Regions from separate parts of the Gossypium hirsutum genome. Here region 1 is linked to region 2. The links are chromatin contacts, called in public Hi-C maps. All regions are on one chromosome and are shown on one strand. The core of a region is the stretch at or near the end of the contact, and the rest is flanking DNA. Distances in the headings are between cores, read along the strand shown. Region 1 has its middle 17 kb from the start of LOC121228333. Region 2 holds the start of LOC107948911 (expansin-A6).

Region 1 (4,093 bases), core at 1,265-3,764, 54 kb before region 2:
CGTATGTCTAGACCGTGTGTGACACACGGCCTAGTACAGGGGCGTGTGGTTAGACCGTGTGTCCCCTACACTTTAAATTTGAGAAAAAGAATGCTCAGAATTGAGCACACGGGCAAAGACACAGACGTGTGTCTCAGCCATATGTGCTACACGGCCTAGAACACGGACGTGTATCTTGGCCGTGTGAAACCTGCACCTAATTTCAAAGAATTTAATTGATCGTACGACCTATTCACACGGGCGTGTGGTCGACCGTGTGCACAAGTTAGAGAGTTACACGGGATTGAACACGGCTGTAGTACTAGCATGTCCCAAGGTCACACGGGCATGTCCCTTGGACCAGATGGGCGTGTGAGCCGTGTAACTTAGAAAATTTTTGTAATTTTGTGAAAAATTCTTGGAGTTTTTGATTAAGTCCCAACTTGATTCTAATACTCATATTGGGCCTCGAGGGTCCATTTAAGGGACAATATGAATAATCTCTGTTAATGAATAGTAATTTACGTGAATTATCTGAAAAATGTTCTGAAAGTTCCGGTAATACTCTGTACCCCTGTTCTGGCAACGGATATGGGTTAAGGGGTGTTACACAAACCCATATCCTCTTGACAACAATACCTATGCTAATTGATTTAATACTCAATTGACGGTGTTGTTTTAATTTCTTTAAATATTGAAATTGTGTAGTGAATGCTATTAAATATTAGGTTAGTAATTATATAGATGGGATAATTGAGTGAAAAATAAATAATTGATTAATTGGTTTAGGTAAAGTTAAAGTTTCAAATATTTAAAATTGATTGAAAAATTTAAAAAAATTTATTATTTTAATTTAATAAAATCTCCTTAATTAGCTTAATTAATTTTAATAGCATTTAGAATTTATTTTATTGATCTAGATTAGATAAAAATTAAATAGTTAATACGTAGCAACTTAAGATTTGGTCTCATGAGAACACACCTTTTCATCACTTAATTACTTCAATTGATACATTCAATTATTTTACAAATTTCACTCATCAAGTTTTCGACGTTGTTACTAAATTCTAACTACATCCTCTGATTATCGATGCTATTTCAATAAGGTCCTTTCGTTATTAAAATCATTAATTTAACTTTTAAATGATACGTCAGATTTTATATGACATTATTTAAAATGAAAACTTTAAAGGAAAATAAATATTATAAAAATAGATGTTGTAAAAGTCTTGATTTTATGGTTCTCAAAGCTTTTATAGAAACAATATTTCATACTCTTTTTTCTATTTTACTCTATTTTTATTTTTAATTTTAAAAATTATGCGACAATATTTTACTTTTCTTTAAAATTTCATTTTTAATTATTTCGCATAAGATTTTACACGTCTTGAAATGTTTAAAATAACAGTTTCAATAATAAAAAGGTTTTATTAATTTAATAGTAATAGTTTAAAAATATAATTAAAACGTTTTAAAGTTTAGAAACTAATTTAAATTGAGGGTCATAATTTGAGGATCTTTTATTGATTGACTTTTTTTCTTATAATATTTGAGTTAATTAACATTTTAAATAATTAAAATAATATTCGATTATTTGTGAAATTAAACTCAATAAAAAATTTAATGCTAGTAGAGATGAGTCGGCCGAGAAGGCCGAAATATAGAAGATATAATTTTTTTTTATTTTGAAAATGTTCTAAAAAATGAAAAATCATGTTTGTCCGACTTGACCCGATTACCCGACATTTACCCTTGACTTAGCGAAGCCGGTATTGTCAAATGGACCATAGAGCCGAGGGCTATGGACGTATTTTACAGAAAAAAAGAAAAAAGGCCCTTATAAGGCCCCTTCATTTTCGTTGCAATGGATACATCGCCCAAAGCTACTTCATTTCTAAACCTTTAGATGATGGATTTTCTTTTTTCTTTCTTTCTAAACTTAACACGATTATATTGGAACAAAATAAAGTAAATTTATGATGATATTTAAATTAGAATAAAATTCAAACGGGAAATTTACATAAATGATACTCAAATTTAAGAATTTTATACTTTAATCTCTTGTTATTGAATCTAGGCTATTAGTAAACACATTGATAATGTTTTTTTTAATAATTTTATTATAGATTCTGATTATATATGTTCTTTTTGACACAATATTTAGAATTATTTATAGCTTCTTCTCAACCCATAAATAGGAGCATAATACGCTACACTCAAACTCACATCATTCTGTATTGACAATAATATTCATGCCAATTGAATTAAAATTATTAACAAATAATTTCTAAGGTATACGAAATAAACAGTAATTAATAGGCCACACAGAAATCAATAGATTTAATCGTATTTAAATGTGTTTGTAATAATTGTATCGTTGTCCTTTTCATTAAATGTATAGTGTGTTTGTATTGTTTCCAAAATTTGTAGACTAAGATACACTAGATTCTTGCATTAGATACAGACAAACAATAATTATCCATTACGGTTTTAGGTAAACGAGACACTAACAATTAAGGAACCTCTTCTTTATTAAGCCTAACGCAGCTATTGTTTTAGAAACTGGCTCAGACCTAGGCCTAGGGGCGTAGGCAAGGTCACAGGCCGAGGCCTGGCCTCCCTCCTCTTTCACATTGTTTTCAAATTTTCATGCTTAAATGTGGTAAATAATTTTCTTTTAGCTTCAAAAAAAAATTATAATTTTCTCTCTTTTTATTTATTTATTTATTCTCACTCTTACAAAAAAATTCTGGCTCCTAGGACTGCAAAATAGAGAATACTGTTTGAACCATGGAAGCATGTGAGAGCACCAAGATTTGCTGATAACAGAAACAAGGTAGGGTTAACTCTATGCCATGTATCCAACTTGCAACGGGGGAGGGGACCATGTGAGGTCCATTGAGAGCACCATCAATTATTTTATGATGGTTAAAGGAGGATTCTAGTATCTTAGCTAAAAAGAGAGGCTGCAGATAACATTTGCAGATGGAAATTAAACAATTTTCTATTACTTGTGGCTTTGATGACATGTTATGAGGTTACTGAGCATATGGGCCACAGAAACATAGTAATAATAACAAAATGAAATAGTGGATTGATTGACCAAATGGTGAGTGAGGACATCCGATTCTTGGTTTGTAGCATGAATCAAGCCAATGCAAAATCAAACTGTAAGCACCTCAAAATCAACATGAAAGGCCAAGAAAAGTCTTCAACATATCCAATGAGCAGTCTAGTTGGCTAATAAATTCTGGGTTTGTTGCGATTAGAACATTAAACATGTCTGCAGTTGAATTGATGGAAATGATCCTAAAAAGAAGCAGAAAATATACTTTCAATGATAAATGTGAACTAAATAGAGTAATTGAGCGTGGATTTACATGATTTGGAGTGAAGGGAGGGGTGGATAAGTGGGGTTAAAACAAGTGTAATATGGTGTCATGGTAAAGGATGCACCTCTCCACACCTCCATCTCACTCTCTATCATCCAAGAGTGAAGTTAGAACAAATTTTTAGGGGTCGAATGAAATTTTAATTTTGTATAGTATATACTTTTATAATTTTTAAAGGATTAAATCGAATTTTTATAATTTTAGAGGGGTCAAAGTATAATTTTACGTTTATTAATTTAAAATTTTTAAAAAATTTCAATAGTCTAAATAAAAAATTTCCATTTAGGGGGGCCAGGGTCTCTACCAACCCCCCGTATCCGCCTTTTCTATCATCCTCTTTAATCTCGTCCAAATCAATTTCACCATCTGTCACTTCCATATTACAAATCGGAGAAGGGGAACGATAAAATATTGATATTTGGGATGTTAACAAGCAGTCTTATGCATGAATATATTAAATATCAAATTTAAAATTAGGGAGTTGTTATATATTTTTAAAAAAATTTATAAAATTACATGGATGCCCTCTTGATGGAATTTCTGATTTTCTCTCCATATTTCTCTCTCATCATGTAATAAATCGTGAGATTGTTAATATAAACACACTTTCTCATAACGTAATTAATGTAAAAATATTTTCTCATAATATAATAAATATAAACATGCTTTTTCATAATAAAAAAATACTTCTCAATAAAACGGGTTGAGAGTATGAGAAGTAT
Region 2 (4,014 bases), core at 1,395-3,894:
TAATATATCATATTTAATTCATGTTGAAAAAGTAAAAATATAATAATTAAATATTTATTTTTCTGAATTTTTGTAATTTGAATTATCAAAAATATAAGTTAAAAATAAAAATAAAATATTTAAAATAAGTTTGAATTATCATTTTATTTTTAATTTTTAAAAGAGAAAACAAAAGTTCATTATTTAATAATATTATATATTAATTTAAAATTAATAAACTTTCATAGTAAAATTTTTAAATGGGCATTAACAAATGCTAAATGTTGTTCATTTATGGATTATAAAATGTTTTATAATAACATTTAATTTATTTTTGTGTTATTATAAATGCACAATTTTGAATAAGGTCATGTAAGTATTTAATTTTAATAGAATAATGTTAAAATGATATTAACGTTTGGTTGACTGAATTTTACATTGCGACTCATAATGTTACATTTTGAAATGAGATTGTAGTGTTTGGATTCTCAACATTCCGTCCATCCTGTACTCTCACATTTTGGTGTTTCATGTTAAACTAATAACTTGAATTTATTTCTTTTATGAAATTATTAAATTAACTAGATTTTTTTATATGGTCCTATTTTTTGAAAATAAAATCCTCTATCTTTTCTTATCTTACAAAAAAATTCTAAAAATAAGTACTAATAACTTATATTATCAAACAAAATCTAAATTGCCACAAAAATTAACAAATTAAAAAAGAGAGGCACATTGTTTAAAAAAAAAAGCACAATCTTTTTATACTTGTTGGGAAGTCATTAAATTGAACATAAAACTTGGATGCTAATGACCTCACTTTTCATATTAAAAGCAAGCCAAGTTCTTTAGAGCATTGTTAAATTGGGTTCATATAAAAAAAATCAAGGTGTAATGCAAACAAATTTCTTAAGTTATTATAATTTTATAAAAAATTTAAGGCTAAAAAATGTTAAGCTTATAAAAATAAAAATTTTATAATAGGGACAAATTAGTAAAATTTATTTTTAGGTAATTTTATATTTTATTAACCAAACACATGGATCTTATGTTTCAATTAAATAAACTAAATAAGATAATCTTATATTGCACACATAATCTTACATTCTTGTAATTTTATTATTAAACGTAATCTAGGATTTGATGAACCAAACGCACCCTTATTATTTATTCTAATATAATTTTTAATATTTATTGAGCATTATGTATATTTATTTAAAATTAAAATATAATTTTTAATATTTATTAGTTAAATATTTAAATATAATTAAAAAATTCAATTAATTAATCAGTCATAAAATTAACCTTTTATAAATAACAGAGAAAAAACAAGACAATTTTGTTTCATAATTAAGTGAAAATATATACTGATTAATGTAAATAATATTATTAAGTCATTTTTGAATTAAGAATAACTATAAAATTGAAAGGGCTAGATTAGTAAATAAAAGAAAGTAGAAAGCCTTATAAAAATAAATAATACGAAGGGGTTTATGCTGCAAATAACCCCTCTGTTTATCTTCTAGTGCCAATTTTCAATACTTTAATATATATTAGTTTGCATATATTTCAAATAATTCAGTAATTTCTTATAAATTTTGTGAATGTTGATGAATCAATTAAATGTTTTATAATATTGGAAATTGAAAGTTTAGAATTCAATTGGTAGCATCTTTAAAGTCCCACCTACTTTATTTGTGAAATTGTATTATCAATATAGTAATAGAAAATGTTTAATTATGTGGTTCATTACTTACTTTCCAATGCATATTTGTTGTGACAATATGGGAGGAATTACTTTCCTTCAATAAAATGAAGTAAATGGATAGGAATAGCCACCGGAGTAGGGCGACGACGGCTAAGTCAAGTGAAGAGGAAACAATAAACTACTTTACTTACCCACGTAGAAATCTAAAAATTATTAGATTTTCATTACCCATTTAACAGTAGACTACAAAATCAAATTTTGAAAAAAATTTAATGATTAAATTGAGAATTTTTATAGTTGTGTGAACAAAAAAGAATCACCTACATAATTAGGTATTAGTTTAACTTTTTTTTTTGTTTAATTTATGATTTCACACTTGTACTATCTCCATTCTCCTAATATGTCTCTGAACTTGTTAGGACTGATTTACTTTTTGTTCAAACACCTATTTAAACATCTCTTCAAACAACACCTTTGAGACACCTATCCGAGATATTGACTTTTTTACTTGAGCCTTCACCGCTATTTTCTCCATAAGCAAATGAGTGTTGCATTTCAATGTTTCAATCTGAATAATTAAACCTTATTTTAAAGATTCTTCTAAAAAGAACTGATTTATGTGTGAAATCAAAAAGCTTAAACTTTCTAGTACCATCTTACGTGAAGGATGCATGTGCAAGCATTCCAATTATGGTAATTAGGTCTTCAATTTTTGCACCACTCTTTGACTAAAACAAAATTAAGAACTGCCCATGTGTGAGCCACATGGCCTTCAAATTTCGGAGTCTTAGGAACAAAACCAAACATGTCTTAAATAGTAATAATAAAAGTTGTGAGGTTTGAATTTTAATTGCAGAAAAATGGGGTTAATGAGAAATGGACTGCATTCATTTATTGTGGGCCCCCACTCTTCACTCTTCCGGTTCCTCAATAAGTACCCCCCCAACTTTCTTCCCGCTTTCCATTCGCCCCAAAGTTAACGAATCACCCTTTCTTTCTTTTACCTCATAATTTCCTCTTTAAATAAAACAATGGCTGTTGACGCTTCTTCTTCTTCCTTGACACTGCTATGCTTTGCTTCATTGATGTGCCTTTTTGGCATGGTGAATGCAAGAATCCCTGGAGTTTACACTGGTGGCTCTTGGGAATCTGCCCATGCTACTTTTTATGGTGGCAGTGATGCTTCTGGAACTATGGGTATTTCTTTCTTTCTATTAATCTTATAACATTTAATATTTTGTTTTACTTCTAGTGCAAAGCGGTAAAAAAATAACCCATTTTGTTAACATGCATTTTCCAACAAAATCTCTGTTTCGTCTTCTTTTTTTTTATTTTATTGCATTGCATTATTTTCTTCATGTCCATTAAAATGCCTTCAATTGTTTCCCTTTTTTGTTTGTTAAGGCGGTGCATGTGGGTATGGGAATCTGTACAGCCAAGGGTATGGCGTGAACACTGCAGCATTAAGCACAGCCATTTTCAACAATGGGCTAAGCTGCGGAGCTTGCTTTGAGATCAAGTGCACGGATGACCCAAGATGGTGCCACCCAGGCAACCCTTCCATTTTTATTACTGCTACTAACTTTTGCCCTCCTAACTATGCTCTCCCAAGTGATAATGGCGGCTGGTGTAACCCTCCTCGCCCTCACTTTGACCTTGCCATGCCTATGTTCCTTAAGATCGCCGAGTACCGTGCTGGTATTGTCCCCGTTTCCTTCCGCAGGTCAGTCTCCCTCATTACTCTTCCATTTATTAGTATTTTTACGAAGAGAAGGGTGGTGAAATGTGTATACATTTAGGAACCAAACACAGTATTGTTTTTAATTAAAATAACTTTTTACGTACTTCCTTGGGAAAGGCAAAAGGAGGGCCTCAAAAGAATCGCCCTTTATGACCTCATTATCTCGGGGTCTGTTGAGATTTTGAGAATCAATCCAGAATTTAATATCCTTTACCCACACTTAGATCCAACGGTTTTCCTGTGACGCCTGGAATGACCCAAACACCCCTCCTCTCTCGATTCCCAATGATTACCAGGGCAGTACTGTAAATTTGGGGATCACCAAGATTTTCCGCCCATTCAGACATCCTCCTTAAACGACAAAATTGACGACATACCATCATTAATGCAGGAAAAAAGGGCTTTCAATTTATGTAATTTCCACAAACACCCTTCTTATTAAATTATTGATTGATTGACAGAGTGCCATGCCGAAAGCAAGGTGGAATTAGATTCACTATCAACGGATTCCGTTATTTCAACTTGGTTTTGGTCACCAACGTGGCGGGTGCGGGGGATATTGTGAAGGTGAGCGTGAAAGGAACCA

Evidence for each region. A called contact is a pair of places that touch in the nucleus more often than the background predicts.
Region 1: a contact with region 2 is called in a Hi-C map of leaf, with 2.7 times the contacts expected there. The contact joins the enhancer-like site here to the promoter of LOC107948911 in region 2. A contact is called at or near these places in 17 of 34 Hi-C or Micro-C datasets (anther, callus, cotyledon and 4 more).

The regions. Positions count from the first base shown.
Region 1 is chrA04:73,229,017-73,233,109 of Gossypium_hirsutum_v2.1, reverse strand. No RefSeq gene overlaps it. Among protein-coding and RNA genes, the nearest start is that of LOC121228333, 17 kb to the left of the region's middle. Within about 2 kb of position 2,514, at least 5 of the 9 cell types and tissues checked have an H3K27ac peak or open chromatin away from gene starts, as enhancers often do. A contact at or near this core is called in hypocotyl and leaf, where this site is marked.
Region 2 is chrA04:73,175,680-73,179,693 of Gossypium_hirsutum_v2.1, reverse strand. It overlaps LOC107948911 (expansin-A6), which reads left to right and starts at 2,644. Exons shown (of 3, transcript XM_016883572.2): 1 at 2,644-2,884; 2 at 3,092-3,410; 3 at 3,890-4,014. The coding sequence starts at 2,719.